Regions from separate parts of the Mus musculus genome. Here regions 1, 2 and 3 are each linked to region 4. The links are chromatin contacts, called in public Hi-C and HiChIP or PLAC-seq maps. All regions are on one chromosome and are shown on one strand. The core of a region is the stretch at or near the end of the contact, and the rest is flanking DNA. Distances in the headings are between cores, read along the strand shown.

Region 1 (3,248 bases), core at 231-2,730, 170 kb after region 4:
GACTAGAATTCAAAAGAGAGGATGTTAAGTAGCAGTTTACAAGGAACTCGCCTTCTCTAACAGGTTCTTAAAGAATCCTCCTACTCAAGTAACAATCTTCATGAGCCATGTCACATTCACTTGGAAAAAAGGGGGGGGGGGCGGTTAAAGGGGCTGGAGAGACAGCTCAGTGTTTAAGAGCTCTGGTTCCTCTTCCAGAGGTCCTGAGTTCAATTCCCAGCAACCACATGGTGGCTCACAACCATCCCATGCCTTCTTGTCATCCCATGTCACTGAAGACAGCTATAGTGTATTCATATACATAAGATAATAAATAACTCCCATCTTATGTGTACACATGCATGTGCATGCGTGTGTGTGCATGCATGAGTGTGTGTGTGTGTCACATGTATGTGGATACCTGCAGAGTTCAGAAGAGGGTGTCAGATCCCCTGGGGCTGCAGTTCCATGTGGATGAAAAGAAGCAAATACCGGGCCCTCTGGAGGAACCGAGGCACTAACCACTAAGCCCTCTCTCTAGCCCCACATGAACACGTCACACAACAACAGCTCTTAGCATTCTTCAGTAATATTTCCCAGTATTCATAGCTATTTTGATCCACAGCCCTGCAAAAAGTTGAGCCACTACTTGCCAGTTTAGGGCATTGTATGGTGTCTTACAATGCTTTCTCATTAGCTACTTCCCGAGAACCTCATATAACTAATGATCATCAGCGAAGCTGAGTGGCTAAGCCATGACATTGGTGCTTCCATTAATTGGCCGCATAGACTTTGCGTGCCAGGTAGTGAATTACAGGTGGGGGCAGATGATGAGGCCTAAGTTTGTGTCTCTTGAAGGTCTATCTTTCAGAAAAGGAGAAGAAACTTATAAATACAAAACTAGATAAAATAATGAGAAATTAGAAATTATAAAAGTTGGCAAATTCCGAAGGTTAAAAATTCCCAATTCAGATCGCTTCTTGTCTAGGTATTGACATGCCCTCAGACATTCCAGGGTCACTCAGCAGGAAGAGGAGTGTCTCGGGGAAGTGCGCGGAGAGGAAGCAAATGTTACTAATTGCAGTTGAAATATCGACTTCTACCCTGCCCCCACCACTTCAGAGAATAATTTTGATTTTTTTCTGTGACGTAACTCACACTAAACACTCCAAACACATATCAGATTGTTATTATAAGCTTATTCTCACCGTCACAGGTTGTCTTCTGCTGGCATGCTGGGACTGCTTCAGGCTTGTGCAGGTCAGCTTTGATTGCATTCTTGAAGTTGCTTCCAGCTGTAGATGCATTGCTCAGGGTCCCTTCCGGGGTTTGGAAGACACCTGAAGGACTGGAGCCCCAAGGTTTCATTCCTGTGGTTGGTGTCTGTCCCGTGGGGTCTCTGGCATTACAGACAAAGGGAAAATGGGCTGTCCTGCCCTTGAGGCTTCATAATTAGGGGATCCATTGCTGAGAGTATTAGTCATGATCACTGTGACTAATACAGGGCTGGGTAGATACACACCAAGCTTCCTTCAGACAGGGCTTCTCAGGGGAGCTTGTCTAGGGCTGGCTTCAGCACTACGAGTACAGTTAGCTAATGAACATTAGGAAATAATGTGGCCTGGGATGGAGCGTGTATTGACTGGGCCACAGGGCTCTGGCGAAGCAAGGATCACAGGCTGAAACAAGCCATTGCACCTCCAGCTGTCACAGGGTGAAGTAACCTGGAGCAGGTTGCCTACGCCTACCTGTACCTGACTCTTCCCGTATCATATTCTGTGATGTTCCATGTGTTCTTCGAATTCTTGACTTAATTTTGCAAACTTCATTTCTTTTAAGTATAGAGGAAAAGGAGAGTGGCTGTTTGTGGAGCTATTTTTTCAGGGGTGCGGGGGTGGGGGTGGGGAGAATCGGCAGCCACAATTTCTTTTTCAGAGGTAAGGGTAGGGGGAGAAGAAGAGGGAGAAGGGGTGGGAGAGAGAGAGGATATGAGAGGGAAAGGGAGAAGAAGGAGATGAGGAGAGAGAAGAAAAAGGAGTGGGAAAGAGAGGGACGAGGAGGAGAAGGAGTCGGAGGACTTTTTTTTTTTTTTTTTTTTTTTTTTTTTTTTTTTTTTTTTTTTTTTTTGTGGGGGACAGGATCTGGGATGGGACCAGGACCAGTTGCATATGGAGACCAGTCAAAGACTGACGGTTTCCTCTCCAAGGCACCAAAGACTTCCATGTCACTGTAGGATTGGAAGGGAAAGGGTTGTGGGAGCAGCCCGTGGAGGACTTAGTCTCTATGGGTGACCTGGGTGTAGGAAGTGAAGTGCAGAGCCAAGGGAGAGGTGATGGCCGGCAGGGGCTGTGAAAATCGGCATTACTGAGATAGAATCCTTCTGAGTGTCAGACACAGTCATTTGTCATTTCGAGTCCATCTGTTGTTATGGAAAATAATTTTCTAGGATGGAGAAGCAGGGCTTCTTATATTCTCCTGAGAACAAATAACAAAAAGCCCACAGGGAATACACTGAGGTGATTGCTGAAGAATTCGTATTCAGCAGGGATTTTGACCAGATGATGTAATAAGCTTGTATCATTAGAGTACTGACTAATTTACATATACTTGAATATTCATAAATTAGTTAAGGGAACGTGTCAGTCAAGGAGGATTCATTGACTTTTACCACTTCTACACACTATAAGGTGGTGTATGGAAGGGATGATACATATTTTGGTAAGTAACTGAAAATGTTTTGCATGAATTGGAGTAAACTCATCTGAGGATGTACCCATTAATGCTAGTTGAGTGACTTTTTGGTGGGAAGTTCAAAACCTTATTTGATAGTAAGAAGTTGTCTCCTTTTATCTTGACTTGTGACTTCACAGCTCCTGACCTTGTGTGCAGTCTTCATTAGATAATCAAGGTGTTTGGGAGAAGTGACTTACACTTAGGATCACTGTGTATCAGGAAAGTGTCGTGGTGGACTAGAGCCCAGTCGTACACGTGTATGATAATATGCAAAATTGTGTGTTTGAGTTCAGGCTTGTAGACAAGTTGGTTTCTACCCAGAGCACCATGTGTCTTTATATTGAATTGTAAGAGGTGTTTGAACATAGATGGAAAATGGTTAAGCACACTCTACTATAGAAGATACCATGTCAAAACCCCTCCCTAGAGAGGAGGGGACACCTTGGGGTTGGGGACAGATAAAACTAGTGCTCATGGCTGAGAGTGACCTGGCAGGTGACCAGCAAGGCTCTGTGTTTCCAGGTTGGAGTGAGAGG
Region 2 (3,333 bases), core at 89-2,588, 210 kb before region 4:
CCTTAAAGTGTTGTCAGTTGGGGTCCTGGTAGCTTGCTGTGGTAGTGAAAACACCTGTTTTCACAGTGTGAAATTCGGGAGTTTCAGCCTGGGATTAGGCTAAAAAACTCTCAGTGTTTTTCTCCCTCCCACTTGTGATTGCCCAAGCAAACCGAAGCTCCTCCTCACAAGCCCACTTTCTGGTGCTTCTCACTTGATCGCCACTACAGTCTTCAGTGTTGTCTGAGATGCCCAAAGATCACGGACAGTTTGGCTAAGCCAACTCTTAGCTGGCACCAGGCTCAAATCCAGAAGCCAAGGGCCTGTGAATGGCAGAAAGCGGAGGAGAAAGTTCCCTGTCTCTGGCAGTGCTGGATAACCTTCCTTGCTTCTGCCTCAAGTCAAGCTGGAGGTGAGAGGCCACAGGTCCCACCGAGTCCAACCCCTGGGATATCCCCGCTCTTTAAACTTGGGGGAAGAGGCTCCAGTGGGTTTGGTGGCACATTGTGGCCAGGGGTGAACTAGCCCACTGGTCGTTGTCCACCGGACCCCACACGACCTCTGCCCTCTTCCACATACCTGCCCAGGTAGCTCTTTCATTAGCTAAATCCATTTAATTCATTAATTAAATCCATTGACTTCTACTCTTTCTGGAATATTCCACCACAGTCAGGTTTCCCTTCATGGCCTCACGAGGGAAGACATCGAGCCCTCTACAGCTGGCACAAAACAGAACTTCCCACCAGAGCAGAGGGGATAGCTTGGGAGGGACCTTCTAGGTAGTGCAGCTGGTCTGGGGTGGGGGGGCTGTGTCGCCTGCTTGTCGGGAGCTTGGTGCACCCAGGAACCATGCTGCGAGCAAGTGGAGGAGGCCTGGGAACCCCCGAGGCCGCCGGGGTGCACATCCTGCGGCCTTGGCTAGCTTCTTCCATCGGATGGGTACGAACTGGAACTGTCCTAAATGCACCCCCCCACCCCACTTATAGTCTGTTAAATTGACTAATAAACTCAACACAGCGTTTTCTGTGCGGCTTCAAAAACCTCCGTAATTTCGTTAGAAAACGTTGAAATCCAATCCCAAAGTATTCAGCCCAAATGTTTAGTTAAAGTAACCCCGTGGGTTAATAAACTAAACAAAGTCAACCCATGCAAAACTGGAGCAATGAAAACCAGGCTAGATAAACGAAGGGAAGTTTATAAGAACCCTTTCGGAGGAGAAGAAGGTTGGGGGGGGGGGGAGCACGAAGGCACTAGGCACGGAGCTTTAATGTGAAGCATGTGAGCCAGGCTCAGCTTACAGGTACTCGGCCCCTGGCGAAGGGCGCTGTCAGGCGGCATCGCCCAGCGCGGCCCGGGAAACCCTACCCCGCTGCCGCCAGCAGTCGGGCGGCACCGAGGTCCCCGCCCCGCCGTGCGCTCCGCCCGCCCGCACTGCCCGCGGGGACCTGGGGCGACGTTCGTTGCAGCAGACCGGGCGGCGCAGGCCGGCTCCCCAGGAGATGCTCTGTGCAACCCTAGAGGCTGAGCCCCGCTGTCCAGCGCTGCGGGGAGAAGGGCCACGCCTGCCCACCCTCCACTTTCCTCCAGCCCTGGCAGTGGAGTGACAAAGGCGAGCCGCGCCCTTGACCTCCCTCCCTCTAAGGAAGCTCTTGGGAAGAGAGGGGCGGGCTGTGGATCGCCCAGTTACAATTAGTTGCTTTTGCCTGAGCAGTCTGGAGCCGCAGCTCCGGAGGTGGGGGGCGGGGGGATGAGAGAGAGAGAGAGAGAGAGAGAGAGAGAGAGAGAGAGAGAGAGAGAGAGAGAGAGAGAGAGAGACTGAGAGAGACTGACTCTGGATAGGAAGGGCAGGTCAGAAACCAGGACGCCTTGTGTCGCTTTGGGGACTTGAGATGTAAAACCAGTTCATTCTCGGGTCCACCTCGCCCTCCTAGCTGGACGAGCCATCAAAAGAGAAAAGAACGGGGACTGGCGAAGGGGGTGTGGCCCCCCTCCCATCACTCTAACTTCCCTCGCCCCTCGGCCCTCGGAATTTCTAGGAGGGGCGGTCCCAGCCAGCCGAACCCATTCTGGGAGCTGTGCGAAGAGATCAGAGGCAGTACAGGTTCTCGGTTAAATGAACCTTCAGGCGGGGACAATGGCGCGGACCTCACACGGGGGCACCGTGCTTCGCCCCCATCCCCGCTCAGCTGCCCCGTTCTTTTATTCCACGAGGTGAATCCTCCGGAGTCTCCTACGGCCGCCCCGAACCAATGGGCTGACCCGGGAGAGCGCGGGACGCTCAGGAGATAGTTTGAAAGGAGGTGTGGGTTTTAATTTTTAAAGCGTATAATTGGAGGAGAGTTATTTTTTTTTCTTGGCCAAGAAGAGGCGGGGGTGGGGGGGAGAGAAGGAAGAAGAAAGGCAGGGGGGGAAAGTCAGGAAAAACAGAACGCATTTATCTATCAACCGCTAGACAAGACAAAGAGGTTTTAACAACAGTTTGAAAAGAGCGGCCTGTGAATGGTTACTATTCAATTTGTATTTTATTCCCCGCTGGTCATGGAATTGAGATCAGAAGAAAAAGTGAAAACACATGGCCGAGGTCAAGGGATCAGAGAACCACCACACACAGCAAAGGGAAGGGGAGGCAATGGGAACTCGTGTGAAGAAATGGATTATATAAACAGAGCTTACCATCGCCTGCGCCCCATTATCCTGTAATTTACCCTGCATGGGAGCATAGAAATATATTAAACTAGTGATGGCTCTTACCATTTCTTTACAAGCCAGCCTCGTGCCAATCAAGCCTACTATATACTTTGAGACATGTTTAGAATTCTTGAACTAATGTGTTTATTTTAAATATCACAGGGAAATTATTACATCACCAGAAAATAATGCCGGAGCGGGGGTCTGCCGCCCTTTTGAAGTCCTGTTTCAACGAAACATGATTTTAATTACATAATCACTTTGAAACTATAATTATACAATAAACGATGAGGATTAAGCGGGAAGTATAGACTACATTAAAAATTGCTTAGGTCTTGAGAAAACAAACTGAACATGAGGGGGGAAAAGAAAGAGATGAAACCCGAGGTCCTGGGGAGGGGGTTGATAAAGCCTACCACGGCTTTCCTCTGGGCTGCTGAGAGATGGGCGCCTGGGGCTTTTGGCCTGGGCTACAAGCAGACGAGTTTCCTAGTAAACGCTAGCTAATCCAAGACAGAATCAAAGAGTGATCCGGGAAGACGGCTCCGCGTTTGCTTGCTAAACTTTCTACACAAGAGCAAATGAAGTTGTTTGACATTCACGAAACGCTTTCGGGGCACCGGCAGTGCCCTGGGAGATTGTTTTGTTGGCCCTTCGCTTCCAGGA
Region 3 (3,292 bases), core at 109-2,608, 240 kb before region 4:
AACCTCCTAATGCTCCCTGGGACAGTACTCCCAGGACAGTGCTCCCTAGGACAATGCTCCCCAGGACAGTGCTCCCAAGGACAGTGCTCCCAAGGACAGTGCTCCCAGGACAGTGCTCCCGAGGACAGTGCTCCCTAGGACAGTGCTCCCGAGGGCAGTGCTCCCGAGGACAGTGCTCCCTAGGACAGTGCTCCCTAGGACAGTGCTCCCTAGGACAGTACTCCCAGGACAGTGCTCCCTAGGACAGTGCTCCCCAGGACAGTGCTCTCTCTCTCTCTCTAGGACAGCCACAGTCTCACGGCCTAGTCTTCCAAGTGCCCTACTCTTCCAGTCTCATGTTCATTTTCAAGGCATTGGCTCTTGCCCTAATCTCACTGTTCCCCACATTTGTTCTCTGTTTGGAAGCCAGGTCTGAGACTGGCACACAGCCTCTGTGGATCCAGACCCTGCCACCAGCTGATGATGGAGGAGGACACCCTGTGTGACACCCCTTGTCCTACTGTAGCCTTCTGCACTCTCTTCTGTGAGGCAGATGTGTCACATGCCTCATAGAATTTATGTTTGTACAGACTCAATGCTGTTCGTACAGTAGAGCTAGTCTCACCTGAGACGACCTTAAATGAACAACCTCTATCCTCTCCTAACCCTGGAGAATTGGGATTGCTGAGATCTGGGCTCTGGGTCCCTATTCTAACAGCTTCTCCAGGTGACTCTGACACAGCATGAGAAGCGCTGCCTAGTGTATGTGACAGGTAGGGAAGGGAGACTGTCTTTGCACAAGCAGGAAATCAGCATGTTCATTGTAGGTGATGGAGCAGGGCTGAGGGAACATCAGAATTCACCCAGATCTTACTTACACCTTGATGTTACACATTTTAAACTAAAATATTAACTTCAAGCAGTGTTACCGACACAATTGTGTCCCTGAGCACATGTCATTTGAGACAAGCAAGTACCCCACAAGGGTCCAAGGTTCTGTCAGTCCCTGGGGCTAGAACATGTCAGGTTCTGAAGTAAGCAGCAAGGATTATGGGATGCGCTTCGCCAGCTGAGAGCAAAGGATCTGTCCATTTCTTGCACAGAATCTGACTTCCCATATAAACATGTTACTAAAACTAGCCTGTTCTGTCCATTGGCAGCTGGTGTGGTGGCTTCTTTGCCCCGTTAGGTGATACACCCCCAATTAGATAAACTGCGGCTTATTGCTATTAATGCCTTTTGAAGTTAGGGTGAAGTTAAAATTGTAGGCTAGCCAGTAAGTCTAACAAGGCATTTTAATAACTTCCCAAAGTGGAACAGACACATGCAAGCCGGCCAGGTTTGCCTCTGTGTCCAGTGGACTTCTGGAATCTCTGGTTACGCAATGTTGGGAAACATCCTCATTTGGATAATGTGTTACACGTGGTTAAGACGGGCTTTTGCTGCTGTTAAGATAGCTTTCCTTGCAATCTTAGCATTCTTTCTCTTAAGCAGACAGCAGGGCGGCTTTATCCTGAGTTACACATGTAGGGTTTACAAAGCAAAATGTGGCACATGAGATATTTGATTGCATCTCTTGTTTCTTTATGCATTGTATTTTAAAAGAGACAAAGACAGTTACATCACAGTTTTTTTGGGGGGCCACTCAACAAAATCTTTGTTGCTCCTCAGAGCTGTCCAAAGTCACTTTATGGATAAAAGTCTAAGATGATGTCCCTTATGCCCGTCCTTTGACCTTGATGGTCACAGCCTGCTGCACCAAGTATCTCCCAACCCCGTTGTTTATAGTTTATGTGGACATCAAAACCTCCAAGAAGATTCCAAGAGCCTCTTGTTCAGGATAGAGTCTTCTGGAGCAGGAGTTCTGTTTATCCTGCTTCAATGAGTTGCAGACTGGAATTTCCCCAGAGCCATCATCTCCCATGCTCCGAGGAAGGATGCCAAGCATCGAGCACTGGGCAATGGCGAAGAGCTCGAGGCCACTTTGCCTCAACTTGGTGCTTGTCCATCACTGGTCCCTGGAAACAATCTGGCTTTTCTTTCTGCAGCCAAGGCTTGGCACTCAAGTGCAGCTTTGCCCAGCTTCTCTTCTGTCGGGTCTACTCCCAGAAAGCAGTTGCTCATTTAGATGAACTGCTCCTGGCATGTGCTCATGTGTAACTAACAAAGGGATTCTTCTGGGGTTGTGGGGGTAGGGCAGCAGGGCAGAGAGAATATGTTCCTGCAGGAGAAGCCATTTATCTAAGCTGGCATCTGCAGCTGGCCTTATCTAGTGCAGGCTGTACTGGCTGATACACACCAGTGAGCCCAGCCCTGGGGAAGCTAAGGCAGGGGGACTAGTAGTTCCTGGTCAGCCTGGGCTACACTGGGACATCCTGTGTCAATGCAAACAATTAATAATAAAACTCAGGTTACCTCGAGGACCCAGTCACTGCTTTGAGTAGCAAACTATTTGAAGAGCAGAGACCTTGGAGACAGTCTGGCAAGAACAGAGGATTCTGGGAGAAATGGAACTACACAAACCAAATTACCTCTGATGAAGGAAACCTTTTCCTACCTCGGATTCTCTTTTGACCCTAGAACTAGCCGTAGCCTTCCCCTGCAGCATGCCCGGCCTGGAGACCCACACTGTACTGTCGGTGAGCTTCTCTCTCTGTCAGAGCTAAATCTGCCAGGGGCTATGCAAGTGTGGAGGTTAAATAGGTCCAAGCACATCAGGAAGGAGAAATTCAGTCCCCCAGGCTCCAAGTGGCTCACCTGATATGGCCTAGTCTCTCAGCAGCTTGCTGAGCTTGGATTTTTTTTTCCTTTTTTTTTTTTTTTTTTTGCAAGGTGGAATTTAATAACAGTATAACAAAAAATAAGAGGATTGTGAGGAAAGAGAAGAACTAGAACGCAGAGGCTTAGCTGACACCGATACCTGGAACTGGACTTTGCCAGGAAAACTAGCCCAAGCGTGATTGTGTTTTATTCCTTACTTCCTACTTGCAGTAGGATCGAATGGATTGCTTAAATATCATTCTTTCTTTCTTATCAGAAAATACTATTAACCTAAGAAGGCCACATGCTGTTGTTAGTGTTCAGGACAGACTTTTCTCACATGGTCAGCCCGTAAGAGGATGTTGCCTGTAGTTTCTCCAGTGTCTGTTCCCACTATCTGCCTTGTCAGAGGAAGTGATCTCTGCCCATTCCCAGACTCTTCTACCCTTAAGAGCAACCATGCCATCCAGTTCCGACCAAAGATGTGTTAGTTCTGACTGTGGAGTGGAGCCTCATGCAGACAGGCAGACTCAGGTAAGGTGGGCAATTTGTA
Region 4 (3,507 bases), core at 766-3,265:
CTTGTCTACAGAATGTAATTGGTCACAGGGAATGTGTTTGGCAGTGCTAAACCCTACCTCCAACATCTAGGTAGTAATTTTACATAGAATTAGGTACTTGAATTTATAAAACAGTCATATAGTTAGGGCTCTTCAACCTTTAAGAGTGTGTGTGTGTGTGTGTGTGTGTGTGTGTGTGTGTGTGTGTGTTCATGGGTGCGCACCTTGGTGTGTATATGGAAGTCAGGGGACACTTTTGTAGAGTTGGTCTTTCCACATCTACTTGGCTTCCAGGGCTCTAACTCAGTCCTCTAGATTTTTGTGACAGTTGCCTTTACTGCTGCCCAAACTGTTGACATGGCAACATGATACCATCTGTAGAGTTCCTATTCAAGAGCCACGCAACCAAATTATGAAAAACCCAAACTAAACCAAACCAAAAGAAAAAAGAAAAAAAAACCAATACCATCTCATAATGCTATTATTATGTTGGTCCAATCAAACTGTCCTCAAAGTAGGGTATGGTGGCATATTTGCCTGTAATCTCAACACCTGGGGAACCGAGGCAGGAGGGTAACATGTTTGAAGGGCATCCAGGGTTACACTGCTAGAAGACCTTGTCAAGGAAGGAAAGAAGAGATGGAAGGAGAGAGTGAGGGATGGAACTTAGACATAATTATGTCCTGGTTAAATATATACCATGTTTGTGATTGTACATGGGGTAGTTATATCATGTTAGACACAATTATGGGCTGCTTATTGTTTTTGTTTGGAAATTAAGCATGACATAAGGAGAGATATGACAGTGTGCCAAGCTGGCAAGGGATGGACTTTTGATGGCTATTTCTAGTTGTCAACTTGACTTCATCCAAATGATGGGGCACACCCGTGAGGGAATTTTTTTTCTTAATTAAAATAATTTGAAATGGGGGGAGCCACTTAAAATCTGGATATTTGAAGTGGGAGGATCTACCTTAATCTGGGCCACACCTTCTGCCAGTGGCCTCTATGAGGACATGGAAGGAGGTAGTGCTTGCTCTTTGCCTGTTTGCTCTCACCTCGCTGGCAAGGTATATGCAGCACAAACTACCCTAGCGTTAGAGCCTGCTTCCAGTGTATACTGAAGACCATCTGAGACATCCGGGCTTCTTGGACCGTTCATGGGCAGCCATTGCTGGACTAGCTGGACTGTAGCCTGTAAGTCATTCAAATACCACCCCTTTCTCCTTATAGTGATTCGTTCTGTAGATTCTGTCACTCTGACCAGCACACTCTTCCAGACTACTCCCTGGGGTTTTATGATTAGCTAAACCTTCAGCAGCAAAATAACTAAATGAGATAGAATTAGCATTCTTCCACTTCATATTTATTTATGAATTATATACCTATACTAGCCTACACACACACACACACACACACACACACACACACACTGAAACATTATGCAAACTAGAAACTTAAGAAGGATGAGATCAAACAAACTGTGTAAAAGCAGAAACTCTAATGTTCTTTTCCCAAACCCCGCTGAATCCTCGCACCCAGGACATCTTTTCAATGTTGTAATTATGAACGCCAAGCTAGAAAAGCGTCGGATTCAACAAAACTCTGCTTAGTTAGCACCAGATTTTCAAGGCTGTTCAAAGATCGGATGCAAATGCAAATAAAAGAAAGAAAAAAGGAGGAGAGAGAGTTAAGGCAGGCTTCCTTCCAAAGGATGAGAAGCTCGGGCAGGCCTGCAGGGGCTGGGACTGGGAGATGGCAAAGATGTGAAGCGCGAATTCCCTCATGAATCGCGTGGCAGAAGCAGATGCGTGCGTGCGCACACGCAGAGAGAGAGAGAGAGAGAGAGAGAGAGAGAGAGAGAGAGAGAGAGAGAGAGAGAGAGAGAGAGAGAGAGAGAGAGAGAGAGAGAGAGAGAGAGAGAGAGAGAGAGAGAGAGAGAGAGAGAGAGAGAATGAGAGAGAGAGAATGAGAGAGAGACTCCAGTCTGGGCAGCATCCCATGCAACCCAAGCTATGGACTCAAGAGGGCAGCAGAGAGCAGCTAATGAATCCCCTTGTCAGCTGCCTCCAGAGCAGTTCTTGTGTATGTTAAGGAGCCTCCCAGGACAAAGGCTGGGCGGACCCGGAAATATAGATGCTAGTAGGGATGACAGATCAGCACCTTTAAAGCCTTTGGTTATAGATCTCCAGCCTTTGTGACAAGTAACCAGGGGAGGGGCGTGGATGGGTTCAAATACCCCGCCTTACTTTTAGCGGGAGCCTATGAGGTGGCAGCATTGGTGGGAGGCACAAATGACAGAGCTGTGACCACTTGCCCAGCCTTTAACAGTTTGAGTCAGAGTTAGACTTGAAGGCAAATGTCCAAAAAGCAACATTGGTGATGAACTACACAGCATCTCTGAAGCTTTTCTTCAAGATGACAACTTCGGTTTGCTACGATGTTGTTCTAGCACAGACTGATACTCAAATGACTCCGTCAAAGTCCGTGAACAAGGCCGAAATGTCTATTCTTGCTGTACACACAGTCATTGTCGGTTGTAGTTTGAAGCTCACAGTAGAAAAGCAGGCTAAAGTTTAAGGTCAGCCACGACCTAGCCTTCTCTGACGAACTCCAAGGCAGCCATGCACTTTCTACAGAACAGCGCCATCCATCATGTTAAATGAGCATTAAAATGTTCAAGTGTATTAGCTTCGTGGAATTTGATTTTAACCTTGTTCTGTAATTATATACCAATTGCCATGGTTTGAACGTTTGTGTACCTCCAAAATTTGTATGTGACAAAGTGTTCCGTCGGAGAAGGAGCCTCTAGAGCAGTGCTTCTCAGCCTTCCTAACACGGCGACTCCTTAATATAGCTCATGTTGTGGTGACCCCCAACTGTAAAATTATTTTGTTGCTACAACATAACTTCAGTTTTGCTACTGTTATGAATCGTAATGTAAATATCTGATATATAATTAGTGGGGAAAAAAAATCATGTGTCCCCCCCCAAAGGGGTCTCGACCCACAGGTTGAGAACATGGACCAAGAAGGCTTCTTCTACTCTCATGAACAATGTTCATTTAAAAAAAAAATCAAGACTTCGGGGGCTGGAGAGATGGCTCAGTGGTGAAGAGCACTGGCTGTTCTTCCAGAGGTTCTGAGTTCAAATCCCAGCACCCACATGGTGGCTCATGACCATCTATCTGTAAAGGGATCTGATGCCCTCTTGTGGCATGTAGGTGGACATGCAGCACTCACATGTTAAAAAACAAAAACAAAGCCGAAAACACCCCACCCCCCAAACAAAACAAAACAAGACAAAAAGACAACAATTTAAAAAAAAAAAAAAGATTGCAAAGGGTTACAAAAAAGATTTTTTTTTTTAAAATCCAGCTAGCATGCTCTGCTTGGGAGGTAGTAGAGAGAAGGAGATGTCTTGGAAGCAGGGAACATCCCCTCACCACACACTGAATCTGCTGATGCTTGGCCTCTAGAACTTGTATTACAAAATAGCAGTCTGTTGTACTTTGCTAAGGCAGCCTGG

What was found. Hi-C and Micro-C count contacts between places; a contact is called where the count stands out from the background. HiChIP or PLAC-seq counts read pairs in DNA pulled down with a chosen protein or histone mark.
Region 1: a contact with region 4 is called in an HNF4G HiChIP or PLAC-seq map of pancreatic cancer cells. The contact joins two enhancer-like sites. A contact is called at or near these places in 1 of 39 promoter capture datasets (hippocampal neurons), 1 of 115 datasets of contacts at active chromatin or transcription factors (pancreatic cancer cells) and 2 of 9 other capture datasets (adipose tissue and pancreatic islet).
Region 2: a FOXA1 HiChIP or PLAC-seq map of pancreatic cancer cells shows a contact between it and region 4. The contact joins two enhancer-like sites. A contact is called at or near these places in 13 of 39 promoter capture datasets (the 3T3-L1 cell line, 3T3-L1-derived adipocytes, the C10 cell line and 7 more), 1 of 15 datasets of contacts at CTCF or cohesin (embryonic stem cells), 8 of 484 Hi-C or Micro-C datasets (the C2C12 cell line, the N1E-115 cell line, cerebral cortex and 2 more), 4 of 115 datasets of contacts at active chromatin or transcription factors (embryonic stem cells, pancreatic cancer cells and stem cell-derived neural progenitor cells) and 1 of 9 other capture datasets (embryonic stem cells).
Region 3: a contact with region 4 is called in a Hi-C map of the N1E-115 cell line, with 4 times the contacts expected there. The contact joins two enhancer-like sites. A contact is called at or near these places in 1 of 15 datasets of contacts at CTCF or cohesin (the NIH/3T3 cell line), 1 of 484 Hi-C or Micro-C datasets (the N1E-115 cell line) and 1 of 115 datasets of contacts at active chromatin or transcription factors (pancreatic cancer cells).

The regions. Positions count from the first base shown.
Region 1 is chr13:98,131,378-98,134,625 of GRCm38.p6, reverse strand. The region is part of intron 2 of Arhgef28 (Rho guanine nucleotide exchange factor (GEF) 28); the gene reads left to right. Among named protein-coding and RNA genes, the nearest start is that of Gm34469, 38 kb to the left of the region's middle. Within about 2 kb of position 1,480, at least 43 of the 459 cell types and tissues checked have an H3K27ac peak or open chromatin away from gene starts, as enhancers often do. A contact at or near this core is called in pancreatic cancer cells, where this site is marked.
Region 2 is chr13:98,503,081-98,506,413 of GRCm38.p6, reverse strand. No RefSeq gene overlaps it. Among named protein-coding and RNA genes, the nearest start is that of Gm41032, 31 kb to the left of the region's middle. Within about 2 kb of position 1,338, at least 75 of the 459 cell types and tissues checked have an H3K27ac peak or open chromatin away from gene starts, as enhancers often do. A contact at or near this core is called in the N1E-115 cell line and pancreatic cancer cells, where this site is marked.
Region 3 is chr13:98,537,572-98,540,863 of GRCm38.p6, reverse strand. No RefSeq gene overlaps it. Among named protein-coding and RNA genes, the nearest start is that of Gm41032, 3.1 kb to the right of the region's middle. Within about 2 kb of position 1,358, at least 5 of the 459 cell types and tissues checked have an H3K27ac peak or open chromatin away from gene starts, as enhancers often do. A contact at or near this core is called in the N1E-115 cell line, where this site is marked.
Region 4 is chr13:98,297,764-98,301,270 of GRCm38.p6, reverse strand. All of the region lies in intron 3 of Gm21976 (low-density lipoprotein receptor class A domain-containing protein 1), which reads right to left. Among named protein-coding and RNA genes, the nearest start is that of Btf3, 17 kb to the left of the region's middle. Within about 2 kb of position 2,015, at least 39 of the 459 cell types and tissues checked have an H3K27ac peak or open chromatin away from gene starts, as enhancers often do. A contact at or near this core is called in the N1E-115 cell line and pancreatic cancer cells, where this site is marked.